Linked DNA regions of Sus scrofa: region 1 is linked to region 2. A link is a contact called in public HiChIP or PLAC-seq data. All regions are on one chromosome and are shown on one strand. Each heading gives the region's core, a stretch centred on a gene start, on an enhancer-like site or on the middle of the called end of the contact. The rest is flanking DNA. Distances are from core to core; before and after follow the strand shown. Region 1 has its middle 16 kb from the start of FOS. Region 2 holds the start of TMED10 (transmembrane emp24 domain-containing protein 10).

Region 1 (7,641 bases), core at 3,456-5,955, 100 kb before region 2:
CAGGGGAAACAGAATGGACAAAGTTCAGCCAACAGGGCGGAACGTGGGCACTCAAGGAACTGAAAGAAGACTGGCCTGGAGTGATGCAACGTGGGGCTGGGAGGAAGGCAGGAAGTAGCCTCTCAGGGCCGGGGACCTGAAGACACAGGCTACACCTCAGATCTTACAGACGTGGCCTCCGAGACTGCACAGGGCCCTGCACCTTGCTGTGTCCAAGGGTCCCTGCTCCACATGGCCCGTGAGGACATCTCACCCGTCCATGGGGCTCCCATTCCCCCCAAGCCCACGCGGTCCTCCGCTAGCCTTTCCTCAGCCCATCCCCACCCCAGCCCCTTCTCTCTCACTTGTCCACATCCACCCTCCACTCCCAGCATCTTACCCCTTCACCATCTAAACCTGCTCGAGTTCTCTCCCTAACTTTCCCAGGCAACTAGATCTCCATTTCAAGAGAATTTCTTCCCCTGAAGAGAAGACAAGCCATAAATCAGAAACAATCACCATTTACCGAGGGCTCATCCTTGACACATGTTTTTTCCATCCAGTCCTCATGACAATCCCATTCCATGGTTCTAATCACTCCAGTTTTACATTTCAGGAAATTAAAGCTCAGAGAGGGTACGTCATTTCCTCAAGATTGCACAGCTAGAAACTGATTGAGCCAATACTCCCTTCTCATTCGTAACAGAGGCTGTGCACTGTCCTACATGACACGGAACTGACGGCACGGCTACATCTCAAAAGCCTTAAAAAGGAGAACACTCTTGGCCCACCTCGAATGAAATAACCTCAGATGTGTACCAAAATTTAGCCACAAAGGTATCTGCAGCCTTGCCTATCATAGCAAAACAAACAAACAAACAAAACTTAGAAACAACCCGAAGGTGTAACAAGATAGGATTGGTTTAATTGTTGGATGTTTATAACTAGAATCCTATGTGACTAGCTATTAAAATGATCTCGGAGGAGTTCCTGTTGTGGCACAGTGGAAACGAATCCGATTAGTGACCATGAGGTTTCGGATTCGGTCCCTGGCCTTGTTCAGTGGGTTAGGGATCTGGCGTTGCCATGAGCTGTGGTGTAGGTCGAAGACATGGCTCAGATCCCTGTGTTGCTGTGGCCCTGGTATAGACCGGCCACTGTAGCTCCAGTTAGAGCCCTGGCCTGGAAACCTCCATATGCCACAGGTGCGGCCCTAAAAGACAGAAGCCAAAAAAAAAAGTAAAATAAAACCATCTTGTAGAAAAGATCAAAACTATTGGCAGTGGTTATCTCTGTGAAGGGATTATAGGTAATTTTTATTTTCTTTATTTCAATAATCTGAATTGTCAAAGGTTGTACCACGAACATCTCTTTCTTTCTCTCTCTCTTTCTTTCTTTCTTTCATGTGGAAGATCCTAGGCCAGGAATCGAAGCCACGCCACAGCAGCAACCCAAGCCACTACAGTGACAACGCCAGATCCTTAACCTGCTGTGCCACCAGGGAACTTCATGAGCATCTCTTTTGGAAAGGGAGGGAGAAGCAAAAAAAAAAAAAAAAAAATCAGGAGTCATTCAAGTTTTGTGCCTTTCTATTTATTATTGTTACCTATGAAAAAAAAACAAGCATACTGTTCTGCTGTGAACATTTCAAAAACATCTTTATTACAAAAGCAATATGTGTGCTCGCCAAAGACAAAAAATCAGAGAGTACAAACCAGTAAAAAGAAGAAAGTGAAAAACACACTCCTTCCTCCCCAGAGACAACCCACGTTAGCCCCTTCGTGACTCTCCACAAGCTGAGTTTCTCAAGATTCTTTCTACCTTTGAGTTCTGCTCCAGGTGCTGGTCCCTGGGGGCCCCTGGGCCAGGACTGGAAACACAAGTTGGGCAGGAGGCTCGCAGGTTCCTCCGTGATGCCCGAACAACTCCCAGAACTGTAAGAAATGACAACTCACAGAGCGTGGACCCCGGCCTGTCCAGGAGCACACAACCCCTCGGGGGTCAATGGGGACAAGCGCCATCAAGCGTGGGCCCCGAAAGCGTGCTTCCCCACACGTTTGGGATTGCAACACTCTGTCACTGCTGGATTGTGCAACCCTCCTTCCCCCTGCTCGAAGAACTCCAAAGAGCTTTTGTACATTCCCTTCAGTACCTTTCCTGCGGCTGAAGGGATCAAAGGTCACCTTGGCTGGAAGAGCAGTATAACCCTCCTCCCCCGACCCCTGGGATAATTGCTGGCCATCCCTCTGGGGTGGCCCGGGTCAGGGCTGCGAATGGCAGCTTGGGGGAGCTGTGTGGGCAGGTCCTGCCGTGAGGGAGGCCCCACCAGGCCTGGGAGGCTAGCTCCCCAGGGCAGGACGTCTCTGGGCCTTTCCACACACACTCTCCACAACAGCAGGCTTCCAGGGTCTGCCCTGCCCTCCTCGTCTTCTTTCACGAAAGTCTCCCCCCCTCCCACCCCTACCCCAGGAGGAGGGGCCTCGGGCTGCCAGCACCTGGCCCTGCTGGGACCACACCCTCCGCGCAGCCCTCAGGCCGAAAATGTTCCTAGAGCTGCTGTGCAGGCCACACCATTCCTGCTTTCTTCCAACGTCACGCTATCGAGTCAGGGCCCAGACCCAGGGCCTACCCTGCCCCACCCGAGCTCCAGGAATCGAGCCAGTCTCAATGCTCGTCAACAGGTTCACTCATTCTTGAAACCCCAAAGATTTTGTTTGGGGGCTTTTTTGGCATTGTTCTGTTTTGTTTAGCCATGCCCAAAGGGTGGGGAAGTTCCAGGGCCGGGGATGGAACCCACGCCATATCAACCCACATCACAGTAGTGACAATGCTGGATCCTTAACCCACTGAGCCACCAGGGAACTCCGAAACCTCAAAGATTTTGGAGACTCTCTTCTCCTTTATACCTGGCTCCTCTCATAGGCAAGAATAGAGCTTCTGTTTACTAAACTCCTGATATGCCCAGCATTTTATAAGCATGGAATGCACACAACAGTTTTGGGGGTAGACACAATTGTCCCCACTTCACAGATGAGAAAACTGAGGCTCCAAGAAGTAGAGTGCTCTGCCCAAAGTCAAACGATTAGTAACAGGAGTTCCCGTCATGGCACAGTGGTTAATGAATCCAACTAGGAACCATGAGATTGCGGGTTCGATCCCTGGCCTTGCTCAGTGGGTTAAAGATCCGGCGTTGCCATGAGCTGTGGTATAGGTCACAGACACAGCTCGGATCCCGCGATGCTGTGGCGTAGGCTGGTGGCTACAGCTCTGATTAGACCCCTAGCCTGGGAACTTCCGTATGCTGCAGGAGCAGCCCTAGAAAAGGCAAAAAGACAGAAAAAAAAAAAAAAAAAAAAAAACAATTAGTAACAGAGACAGGACTCCACCCAGACCTGCGTGACCACAGCGATCACACACTGCTCAGGAAGGTCAGTGCCCAAGGGAACAAAGATCACATCTGAGAGTTCCCATGGTGACACAGTGGAAACGAATCCGACTAGCATCCATGAGGACACAGGTTCAATCCCTGGCCTCGCTCAGTGGGTTAAAGGATCTGCCATTGCCATGAGCTATGGTGTAGGTCAAAGATGCAACTCGGATCTCACCTTGCTGTGGCTGTGGCATAGGCTGGCTCCGATTCGACCCCTAGCCTGGGAACCTCCATATGCCACTAGTACAGCCCTAAAAAAGGCCAAAAAAAGAGAGAGAGAGAGATCATATCATCTTCCCTCATTCCATTTACAAGACAGCTAAAATGGAAAATAGATTGATAAACTGTTCGATGGCCCTTCCTTTTGTGCCAGGCACTATTTTGCACTTTGCAAATATCATCTCCATTTACCCTCCCCATATCGCTAAGAGATGGGTGGTTCTTTTTTCAGAGGAGAAAATTGAAGCACAGAGGAGAGAGTAAACTTGCCTGAGGCCACACAGCAAGTGATGCATCTGCCTAGACCTGACTCTAGAGGCTCTGCTGCCAGAAGCAGATCCCAAGAACAGGGCCCCCCGCCCCCCCCATGCGCCCCCCAATTCTCTGTCCTTTGACCTTCCTGTGTCTCCACCCTCCTCATCTGGCAGTCCATTTCACACTTCCCCATCCCTCTCTGGGGGTGGTTCTCTTGTGAAATTACTTTGTGAAACTGCATCTTGTGCAAGGCCGTCTAGATCACTACCTAGATTTCCCCAAAGAACTGAGAAGAAGGTTTATCGAAGCAAAGGCTTGGCGTTGCGTCTATGGAAATCAATCAATTACTTCATTCACCATCACAGGGTTGAGAGCACGTCTTGTCCCCAGACACACGGTGGGCATGATGGAGGTCTATGACACCCAGAACCTGGCCTCCACTCTCAAGGAAACAACAGTAAAGACAGCATGTCTGTGCACGGCAGTATTTCATAAGATACAGAGGAGAGGAGTCAGAAAAGTTGTTAACAAAGGAAGCGGAATTTGAAATAGCGTTTGAAAGAAGGGGCAAGCTTTGGCTAGCAGGAAGGGAAAAAAAGCAGTCCAGGCAAGAGAAACAAGAGAAGCGTGTTCTCTGTCCAAATAAACCAGATGCTCAGAAATAAACTAAAGAGAGGAAAATCTGGGACTGAGGTTTTTCTGCCAAGTTTTGCTATTTCCATCAGGGTAAACAAAGAAAATCTTTTCCCCCAGCCCTGCTGCCGTTACTGGAATTGGAGAATGTCCACCAGGGGGCAGAGCTGCCACTTCTGCTGCTAGAGCCCCAAGTGCAATCAAGCGAGAAAGGCGAAGGGTCCCAGACTCTTCAAATCTACCGGGTGGCTGGGATGGCCCGGGCCGATCCGTGGGCATCAGTCTTCTCGGTCTGAGCTTCCAAGGAGCAGAAAAGGGGTTTCCATCAGGCTACAGATGCCTTCTGCTATCGTCTTGACTGAGAAAAACTTAATGGGAGGCTTTCGTAACTTTGAAAAATGACCAAGTGCTTGTCTAAGACTGGTTGCAGGACAGCCAACTCAGGTTCTCTGGACGAGGGGAGCCATTCCAGCCACTGGGAGGGGGAATGCGTGTGGTTTGGGGGGACTACACACCTCCTGACCATCACCCCCAGGCCCTAGGGTTATGCTGAGGGCTATATGGGGCAGTAGGCTGCTACTGGCACCCTTTAGGAGTCCTGAAGTCAGTATTTAGCCTTACTGTACATTCCACTATCTGAGCCAGGCAACAGGGTCCTGAAGCCACAAGAACAGAGGGGGTTAGAGGTGAGGTGGAAGAAACACTAGTTTGAAATGCCCGAAATCTTGACATTTATCTCTCTAACTAGCTGTGCAAGTTTGTAGGGCTGAACCAATTTCTCTGTCTCAGTTCCCCCATTTGTAAAATTCAAAGGCTGAATTAAAGGAATATTATCTGATGTGCGTTCTAGCTCTGAAATTATGAAAAGCGCACACTCCTTGGGCCAGAAGAACTGAGGAATGGGCAGGGGTTAGAGCGGGGGCGGAGCTGGGGGGGGGGGCGTGGGATTTGCAACCAAGCATCTTGAAGAGTTAATCCCACACCCGCAGTCGGCTCCCCCAGCAGTGGCCACTGCGGCACTGCCCGCCCCACCCCCGCCCTCAAGGCCAGACGGCACACACCCACGGCTCCCTCCGAGACTTCTGGAATCTCACTACATTCCTCCCAGGAATGTTTATTGCCCTTTACATCTGCAAATCGCTATACATCAGCAACCCTGCTGCGCGATTATTAATCATCGCGGCAATATTCCTTCTTCCGCCTGTAAGAGGAATTGCGGGGGTCTGGATTTATGAAGGTGAAATCCGAAGGTAATTTGCCTGATTCATTCAATTACCAGCTAACTACAGTTAATCAAGTGCCTAGTATGAGCAAGGCACAGAGAGACTCATAAATCCAATTACTATGGGGTTCCGAATTGAGGGGTCCGAAGTGTAAGGGTCTTCAAAGAACCTCACTGATATTTCACTATGTCATGCCCCCCATCAATTAAAAAGTGACGGATGATCTCCCCTTTCAAGCTTGATGACACTGGGCCCCACCCCCACAGTTCATTTTACCAGGCTAGGTACCTGGAAGTGACCTTCCCAAGGTCACTTATCCCCCAAGGCACAGCAGTCATCCCAAAACCTCAGTCTTCAAAGCTTTCCACTGGGCCATGGGAGAATTTTAAAATCAAGCCTATAAAATGTAATATGGAGTGAGGCGAGGGATGGCTGTTTCCATGATTTCCGGGCACAGAGTGAGAAAATCGTGATCCCAGCTCACCCACCCAAAGCAGACGAGACAGCCCAAATCTTGGCTGCAGCCTTAACAAGACAAGATATGTTTGGGACCCCTGCGCTCATCTATCAGTCATCCACGCCCTCCCTCGGGGTCCCCATCGCCACCGCCCCTCGCCTCCGTTCAGGTCCCAGGAAAAGGTAGCGGGTGGCGTGGAACACAGGGGCCGAAGCCCCCCCACGGGGGCGTGGCCGGGGACAGGGGCGGGGCGAGGCCGGAGTCCGGCTCTCAGACTCCTCCCTACCCGCGACGCGGCTGTTGCGCCAAATATGGGCAGAGCGGAAGCGACGGACAGACGTCACGGCGCCGGGCGGGGGCCGCGCTGCGGGGCAGATGACGCGAGGCGCTGACGGCGCCTACGTGTCACCATGGAAACCAAACAGTAAATAGAGGGCTTGTGAGCTCCTGGCACTGCCTGACCCTGCGACCTGGCCTGGAGCAAAAGGCCGGAAGCTGGGAAGGGCCGGGAGAGACCTGGGCTTGGCAGACGAGGGCAGAGGCGCGGCGAGGGTGCTGAGAAGGCGGAGAGGGGATGCCGAGAGAGCACCCTCTCTGGCAGGTCTTTGGGAAACCGGCTGTCCCTCAGCCGAGGATCCAGCAGGGGCAGGTCAGGAATAGAAAGAAGGAAGCCTGCCTGTCCTTTTTGAAGGGCTTCCTCGGCCTGCAAGGTTGTTGGGGAAATTGGTTTTGCTTTGTTTTATCTTACTGGTGTCTAAAATTCAATCATGGGAACCACACTATCCAGACTCAAATTCTAGCTCCCACCACTCTAGGTGGATAATCTTGAGCAGATCATAATCCTCCTGGGCCCCTACACGATATTATCCATAAAATAAGGATACTAGAGCGTGCCCATTGTGACTCAGCGATAACAAACCTGACTAGTATCCATGAGGATGCGGGTTCAATCCCTGGCCCCTCTCAGTGGGTTAACGAGCCGGCCTTGCCCTGAACTGCAGTGTAGGTCGCAAATCCGGCCCACATCAGTTGTTGCTGTGGCTGCCTGGGAACTTCCATATGCCATTTATTACTTTTAAATTCTCAGCAGGTCATATGACCCCTTGTTGATGACAGACCCTGGTGTGACCCCCAATAATTCCTGCCTCCAGGTGTCCATGTAGGGGATTTGGGTTTCCCTCCCCTTGAGTGCAGGTGGAACCTGAGACTTGCTTCTAAGCAGCAGAATAGGGCAAGGGTGATGGGATTTCACCCCTAGATGATGTCATTTTACATAGACATGCAGACCTAGTAGGTTCTCCTGGTGGGCTAGATACAGCGAGCAGCCATGTTGAGGAAGCTCACACATCAAGGAACTATGAGCGGCCTCTGGGCCTGAAGGTGGCTCCCCTGTGACAACCAGCAAAAGCTCAGGACTCAGTTATCCAATCCCAAGGAAGTCAAGT
Region 2 (7,334 bases), core at 4,184-6,683:
CACCACAGCCATGGCAACTCGGGATCTGAGCCACACCTGCGAACAGCACCTCAGCTCACAGTGACACCAGATCCTTAATCCACTGAGCGAGGCCAAGGATAGAACCCACATCCTCATGGATCCTAGTTCAGTTTGTTAAATGCTGAGCCAGAAAGGGAACCCCAGGTGGTAATAAATTTTAAAACAGGAAAAGAAAGAAATAACAAGATGCTCTCAAATAGTGGCAAATACTCTATAGATAATTAAACCGGATCACATGGGTGACTTATGTAAGGTGGGCTCTCTGGGATGTGATGTTGGAGTTGGGACCTAAACATCAGGAGCAGCCTGCAGAGTCCAGAGTCCACAGGACAAGATGTCAAGAAGAGAGCTCCAGGTAGAAGCTTAAACTGCTTGGAAAGCCAAATGACTATAGGAGAATGAATGGATGAGTGATGGGAGGAAGTGATTATTGGGTAAGGTGAGATTAGAGAGGAGTTCCCATTGTGGCTCAACAGGTTAAGGACCCGACATAATCTCTGTGAAGATGCAGCTTTGATCCCTGACCTCGCTCAGTGTGTTAAGAATCCACCATTGTGGCAAGCTGTGGCACAGGTCACAAATGTGGCTCAGATGTGGTGTGGCTATGGCTGTGGTGTAGGCCTGCAGCCGCAGCTCTGATTTAACCCCTAGCCCAGGAACTTCCATATGCCACAGGCAAGTCTGTAAAAAGGGAAAAAAAAAAAAAAAAAAAAAAGATGATATTAGAAAGGTAGGCTGGAATTGGCCCACATAGGTTTGGGGGCTGTGGTAAGGTATTTGGGCTTAATTCTGGTGGATTTACACATTTTAAGAAAATCACTTGAGGTGTATTAAGGAGCATGATTATAGAGGTGCAAGAATGGAAGCAGAGACAATAGTCAGGAGACTTATGTCTTAGTGAGAGAGGAAAACTTAGGTGAGAGAAGCAAGCTTTTCTGTAAAGGCTCAGATAGTAAATATGTTAGGTTTTGTGAGCCACTAAGCTCTCTGTCACATACTCTTCTCCCCCGCCACCTCCCCATCCTCTTTTTTCTTCAACAACTCTCTACAAATGTAGAAACCATTCTTAGCTCTTGGATGATACAAAAATAGGAGGCTGTCTGCCAGATTTGGCCTGCCCAGCTAAGCCGTAGTTTGCCTGCCCCTGGCTTAGAGTGAAGTACAAACCGATTGGCATATATTTAGGACACAAAACTGGTAGGACTGGCTGGTGAACTGGCTCTGTGTGGGGTGGGGGTAAGAGAAAGAGGAAACAGGGATGGGCTCATTGAAGAAGTCGCAGGTGGTGTCCTTTGCTGAGATGGGGAAGAAGCAGATTTGGGGGCTGGGGGGAAAGAGGAAATCAAGAGTTAAGTATGAGTTGTCTATTAGTCATCCAAGGGGAGATGTCAAGTAGGGAGCCTGATATAGACCCTGGAGTTTAGGGGAGAGGTCAGGGTTGGAGATTCACATTTGGGAGTTTTGGGTCCATGGATGCATTTAAAGTCATAGACTGGATGAGATCACCCAGAGTGCAGCACAGAGGTTCCAGGACCAGCTCCTGGGGGACGCCAGAACTCAGAGGACCCATAGAAAAGGTCTTTGGCATCACTCTCTGGCTCAAAGAGTGTGACGCATGACAAATATTACTAAACTGCTTTCCCAAAGGGTCTTTTGTATCTTCACAGAACCCATCTTGTTTTAGCTATTTAAATACACACTGTGAGTGGGGGTGGGACTGTACACAAGAATGGGCAGGGACACTGAAGTTAGAAATCCTTGACTGCTTTTGCGTTGGAGCTGGGGAGCCTCAAGCCACACCTGGGGATTAGGCTGCTTAAAGGAGGTATCGGGAGGGCTGAAGTGCTTCCAAGGCCTCCCAACCACAGGACTGCCCAGCAAGTTTATTACAAATGCAGATGTTCAATAAGAGCTCCTGATTCACTGTCTGGAGTGAGGTGTGTTGGGAAACCTGTGGCTTAGGGAGAGACTGGGTAAAGGGTGTGTCCTGGTAACATCTCTTCACCTCCAGAGGCTCCAGGAATCTTAGGTAGGTCAGGCCGGGGGAGCTTCAGGATGATGAGATGGCAGAAGACAGTCCAGGAAAAAACAACTTCTCTAGTTGCAGGATACTTTCCATTCGCTCTCCAATTCAGAATGAGGCCTTTTCTCCAGATTTCAAATGGTACCTTGTTTAATGCAGATGCAGAGTTTAAGAATTCTATTTTGGGAGTTCCTGGGAAATGAATCTGATGAGTATCCATGAGGACACAGGTTTGATCCCTGGCCTTGCTCAGTGGGTTAAGGATCCAGTGATGCTGTGAGCTGTGGTGTAGGTCACAGACACGGCTCGGATCTAGTGTTGCTGGGACTGCGGTGTAGGCCGGTGGCTGCAGCTCCAATTCAACCTCTGGCCTGGAAACTTCCATGAGTGTGGCCCTAAAAAGACAGGAAAAATTCTAGTTGCTAGGATCTACTCTGCCCTCTAGTACTACAACCTAGAGGGGAGATTTTTGTATGTGTATGTCCTTATATAGAAATAAGGACACACTTTTCAATTTTTTTTTTTTTTTTCTGCCCTTTGTCCTTTTAGGGCCGCACTCTCGGTATATGGAGCTTCCCAGGCTAGGGGTCTAATCGGAGCTGTAGCCACCGGCCTATGCCAAAGCCACAGCAACGCTAGATCTGAGACATGTCTGCTACCTACACCACAGCTCACTGCTCATTGAACCCACTGAGCGAGGCTAGGGATGGAACCTGCAACCTCATATTTCCTAGTCGGATTTGTTTCGGCTGCGCTGCAACAGGAACTCCCATTTTTCAATTTAAAAAAAAGATTTGTGGCATTCCCATCGTGGCTCAGCAGTTAACGAACACCACTAGTATCCATGAGGATGTGGGTTCAATACCTGGCCTCACTCAGTGAGTTAAGGATCCGGCGTTGCCGTGAGCTGTGGTTTAAGCCGGTGGCTACAGCTCCAATTGGACCCCTAGCCTGGGTACCTCCATATGCCATGGATGCAGCCCTAAAAAGACAAAAAATAAAGATTTGCATATTGTTGGTGAAAATGAAATAGTACCTACACTTTGGATACATTGTGGGTTAAATAAATTTGTGTGAAAACAGCAAAGGAATAACAGAAGAATTTTACTATTAGACTTTGTTAGGAGCTAAGGAATTATTCTTGCATTCATTGAACCATTATTTATTGTGCCTTCTAAGCACCAGGCACTATTTTAGATTTAGAAGATAAAGCAGTGAACAAAACAGACAAAAATCCCTGTCCCTCACAAAAAAGAAATCCCAGTCAGGGAGACAGATTAATAAGTGTGTAAGTAAAATGCATGAGGCTTAGACAGTGGTGAGTACTAAGAAGAAAAACAGAAGGAAGGAAGGGGGAAAGGAAAGAGCTGCAGGCCAGGGTAAGTGAGGACACAGGATCAGGACCTGAGAGCTGTAATTTAGGAAAGTAACTCAATTTTTCTGTTTCTTCACTTATAAAATAATAGTGCCTTTCTGAAGAAGGCTCAGGCCCTTAGACCGACTTTGTCACTTTTAAACTATGGGACTTTGGGTATGAAAGTTCTTTGGCCTCTCAGAACTTCTCCTCATCTGTAAAATGAACAGATTTGCCCAGCCTACATCACATGGTTTTTGAAAATGCCAAATGAGATAACTAATATATGTGAAAATATTTTAAAACATATAAGCTGTCATTTAAATATAAAATAGAAATTTAGGAGTTCCCCTCGTGGCTCAATGGTAAACAAACCTGACTAGAATCCACGAGGATGCGTGTTGGATCTCTGGCCTTGCTCAGTGGGTTAAGGATCCAATGTTGCCCTGAGCTGTGGTGTAGGTTGCCTCGGATCTGGATCTGGCGTTGCTGTGGCTGTGGCGTAAGCCAACAGCTGTAGCTCCAATTCACCCGTAGCCTGGGAACTTCCATATGCCCTGGGTGTGGCCCTAAAAAAAAAAAAAAAAAAAAAAGTAATTTAAAGGTAAAAACCACACAGGTATTTCATGGGTTTGCAAATCTCTTGCTGATGGTCGGCAAAGCCTCAGGACTGAGAGTAAACAGGGAATTAGATAACTGCTTGGTATTGATCCTCCCCCCACCCTCCCCAGGGAAAAAGCTAATGGCCAATGCAAATTACCAGGGTGTTCTGAATAAATTACCATCGGTATCTTAGATGAGGGATAAAATAGTCAAACTAAATGTTCCTAAGTGGACACCTCATAAAATAATTATTATATGACATTTGTCAAATTTTAAAATGCTTTACAGCTCTTTTGTTTGTTCTTGTTTTGTTTGTGGGATTTCAGTTCCAGGAAATAGTCTGAAAGGAGTTATAAACACAGAACAACTGTTTAATTTGTTAAAAGCATACAGTCCATCTTCTTGGTATTTCTGTAGATGCTCAATAAACATGAATCAAAGTAGATAATTCTAAACATAGGCTGATGAGTACTTTTTCAACTTCCTACTTTCTTCAGCTCTGAATATTTTATAGCATCCCCCTAATGGTTTGTTGACTCAATAAACATGTCAGTAGGCATGCATGGGATAGTGTCTGGCACATAGTAGGTAGTCAATAAATATTTGTTAAACAAAAGCATGCATGATTACCATGTAGGTTTCCTTACTACGGACTTGCCAATTTGATCCCTAAAGTGTTTTAAACATTTAAAACACATCAATACTTGGCTTCCCTGGACAATGCTTATCTGGTAAAACACATTAGGTCCATCTCCAACACTGGACTAAAAGCGTGTTTTATTCAATTTAAATACAGAATCCAAATTTAGTTTGAATACCACCTAGCATAGTAGGTGCTTAATGTCTGTTACATAAGATGCATATTCAGAAATCAGTTACTCCAGCCCAAATACCCCAGCTCAGGGGCATGAACTGGACGGTTCCAGCTCACATTCACCAGGCGACCTCTACTCCTTCTCTGAGGTTCTGGCTCCTGCTCGCTTAATAGCCAGATTGCAAATTTTCCTCGGCCTCTTGAGGTCTTCCTCTCGAGCGCTCAAAGTCCCAACGGTCACCACGTCACTGGGACGGCACCTACTCTGCCTGCATCTCCGCCCCCTCCGGGTGCTCTCCGGAGGTCGGAAGGCGGGCCCAGCAATTGGCATTGTGGCTGTTTCCTATTGGGGCTTAGTTGCTATGGTATCACAGACCATTAAAACTTCAGGGCACTACTTCCGGAATTTAAAGGAGAATTACTTCCAGGGCTGCCCATACTTGCTATGGCTGACTGAGCTTAACAAAAACGAAACTTTTCGGGGAAACGTCTGGGAAATCTCATTTAACCACGTTAATCTGTGAGTACGATATGTTATCATATCCCCACTTCCCTTTAAAAGACTTACTGTACATTTTTAATCTATTTGCCAGCCTCCAAAATGGCGCCGGCAGTATTGAAAGGTCAGAGGTGAGTTACGTGGGCCCTCCCGGTTCCGGCGCGATACAGGCCCACGGTGGTGAACAGTCTCCGGCACCATGTCTGGCTTGTCTGATCCACAAGCCCTGCGTGGCCCTTGCCCGCTAGCGTTGCTGCTTTTATTCCTGCTCGGCCCCAGCTCCGTCCTCACGATCTCCTTCCATCTGCCCGTTAATTCCCGCAAGTGCCTCCGCGAGGAGATCCACAAGGACCTGCTGGTGACGGGCGCGTACGAGATCACCGACCAGTCTGGGGGCGCTGGCGGCCCGCGCACCCACCTCAAGGTGCGACCGTCGGGGGCGAGGGGCGGGGAGGATACACCACAGGCGTCGGCGCGGTGGCGGAGAACCTGGGGAGTCTTGCAGATTGAGGTCTGGAGGGCGGCCTGGCCTCCCCGAGCGCTCGGGGCGAGCCGCCGAGACCGCCCCCTCATCCTCCTCGTTGGCGTTCGCTGGGCGGGGCTGGGCGCCAAAGCCGGGAACCCATTGAAGGGCCGCCAGGCCTTGGCGGATGTGGTGACAGTTGAGCTGCAGTGGCTTCGACTTTGGGTCGTTGTCGTGGCCCTATACCTGTTTTGGTCTTAAGTACCTTGAACTGTAACTTGGTTCTCCAAAGAAATCTATGGATGCCGAGTGTTTGTGGGGACCAGCATCCTAAGACACATTGATACCTGCAGGAAAATAATGGAAGCATTTAAGCGAGCTGTGAATAGTAAAAGCTGTTATTTCTTGAGCATTAGCCGTGTGTCAGGTTCTGTACTGTACATACATTTAGTTCGTACATTACCCTGTGTAGTAGGTACTATTGACCTCATTTTACACAATTGAGGCTCAGAAGTTGGAGAACAAACTGGTGATTCTTAGTTTAGGAGTTGAGTAAAGTGACGGAAAAGTGCTGCAATCTTAGACTCTCCTTGCCTTTTATTTGTAATTCCTGTGATTGATTCAAGTCCATTATTGGTCACGAAATGGTCTCAGTCTCTTGTACTTTTCTTTCCCGTACCCCAGAATCTGGACTTGGCCAAGTTTTGTGTAAATTTTAACTATACTCTTGGACAGCTATTACCAATTATGTCACTTTGGTCCCATATTGCAGTTAGAATGACCAGGCCTCCTCTTTGAAACCTTAACATGATTTGATATCTCTTAAGATTGGGTTTTGTTTTAGGTGGTTTTATTCATTTGCAGTAAGCATGTGGGGGTTTTGTTTGTTTGGCCTGCTGGGGCATGTGGAAGTTTCTGGGCCAGGGATCAAACCCTCCAGACAAAGCTGTAACAGAGCCACTGTAGTGACAACAGCTGGATCCTTAACCAGCTGTGCCACAAGGGAACCCCATATGGGGTTTTTTTTTGTTTGTTTTTAACAGTACGGGTCTTGAACTAAATAGGAAGAAACATTTTTACGTTTTAATAGAGCTTTAAGTACATAAGCTTAAAGTATTGGAGGAATTCCCATCGTGGCGCAACGGAAATGAATCTGACTAGGAACCATGAGGTTGTGGTTCGATACCTGGCCTTGCTCAGTGGGTTAAGGATCTGGAGTTGCTGTGAGCGATGGTATAGGTCGCAGATGTGGCTCGGATTTGATGTGGCTTAGGCCGGCAGCTGTGGCTCCAATTAGACCCCTAGCTTGGGAACCTCCATATGCAGCAGGTGCAGCCCTAAGAAGCTAAAAAAAAAAAAGCTTAAGGTATTGGAATGCAATAGTCATAATAGATGCAATTTCTTACTTAAACTTTGAGAGATGAAAAATTATAGGACTGTTGCATAATGACTGAGGCTTTTATTTCTGTCTAGCCAAGAAAACCATGATGGCGTGATTTTAGAGGCTTAGGTGCAACAATTTGGGGATCACGCTTCTGGCTCGATTCTATGTATGTA

What was found. HiChIP or PLAC-seq counts read pairs in DNA pulled down with a chosen protein or histone mark.
Region 1: a contact with region 2 is called in an H3K27ac HiChIP or PLAC-seq map of skeletal muscle. The contact joins the enhancer-like site here to the promoter of TMED10 in region 2. A contact is called at or near these places in 2 of 5 promoter capture datasets (fetal skeletal muscle and skeletal muscle), 11 of 47 Hi-C or Micro-C datasets (blood, embryonic fibroblasts, fibroblasts and 5 more) and 2 of 2 datasets of contacts at active chromatin or transcription factors (alveolar macrophages and skeletal muscle).

Annotation. Positions count from the first base shown.
Region 1 is chr7:98,461,280-98,468,920 of Sscrofa11.1, reverse strand. No RefSeq gene overlaps it. Among named protein-coding and RNA genes, the nearest start is that of FOS, 16 kb to the right of the region's middle. Within about 2 kb of position 4,705, at least 42 of the 83 cell types and tissues checked have an H3K27ac peak or open chromatin away from gene starts, as enhancers often do. A contact at or near this core is called in alveolar macrophages, fetal skeletal muscle, liver and 4 more, where this site is marked.
Region 2 is chr7:98,360,751-98,368,084 of Sscrofa11.1, reverse strand. TMED10 (transmembrane emp24 domain-containing protein 10) reads left to right here and starts at 5,433. Exons shown (of 5, transcript XM_001926711.5): 1 at 5,433-5,738. The coding sequence starts at 5,514.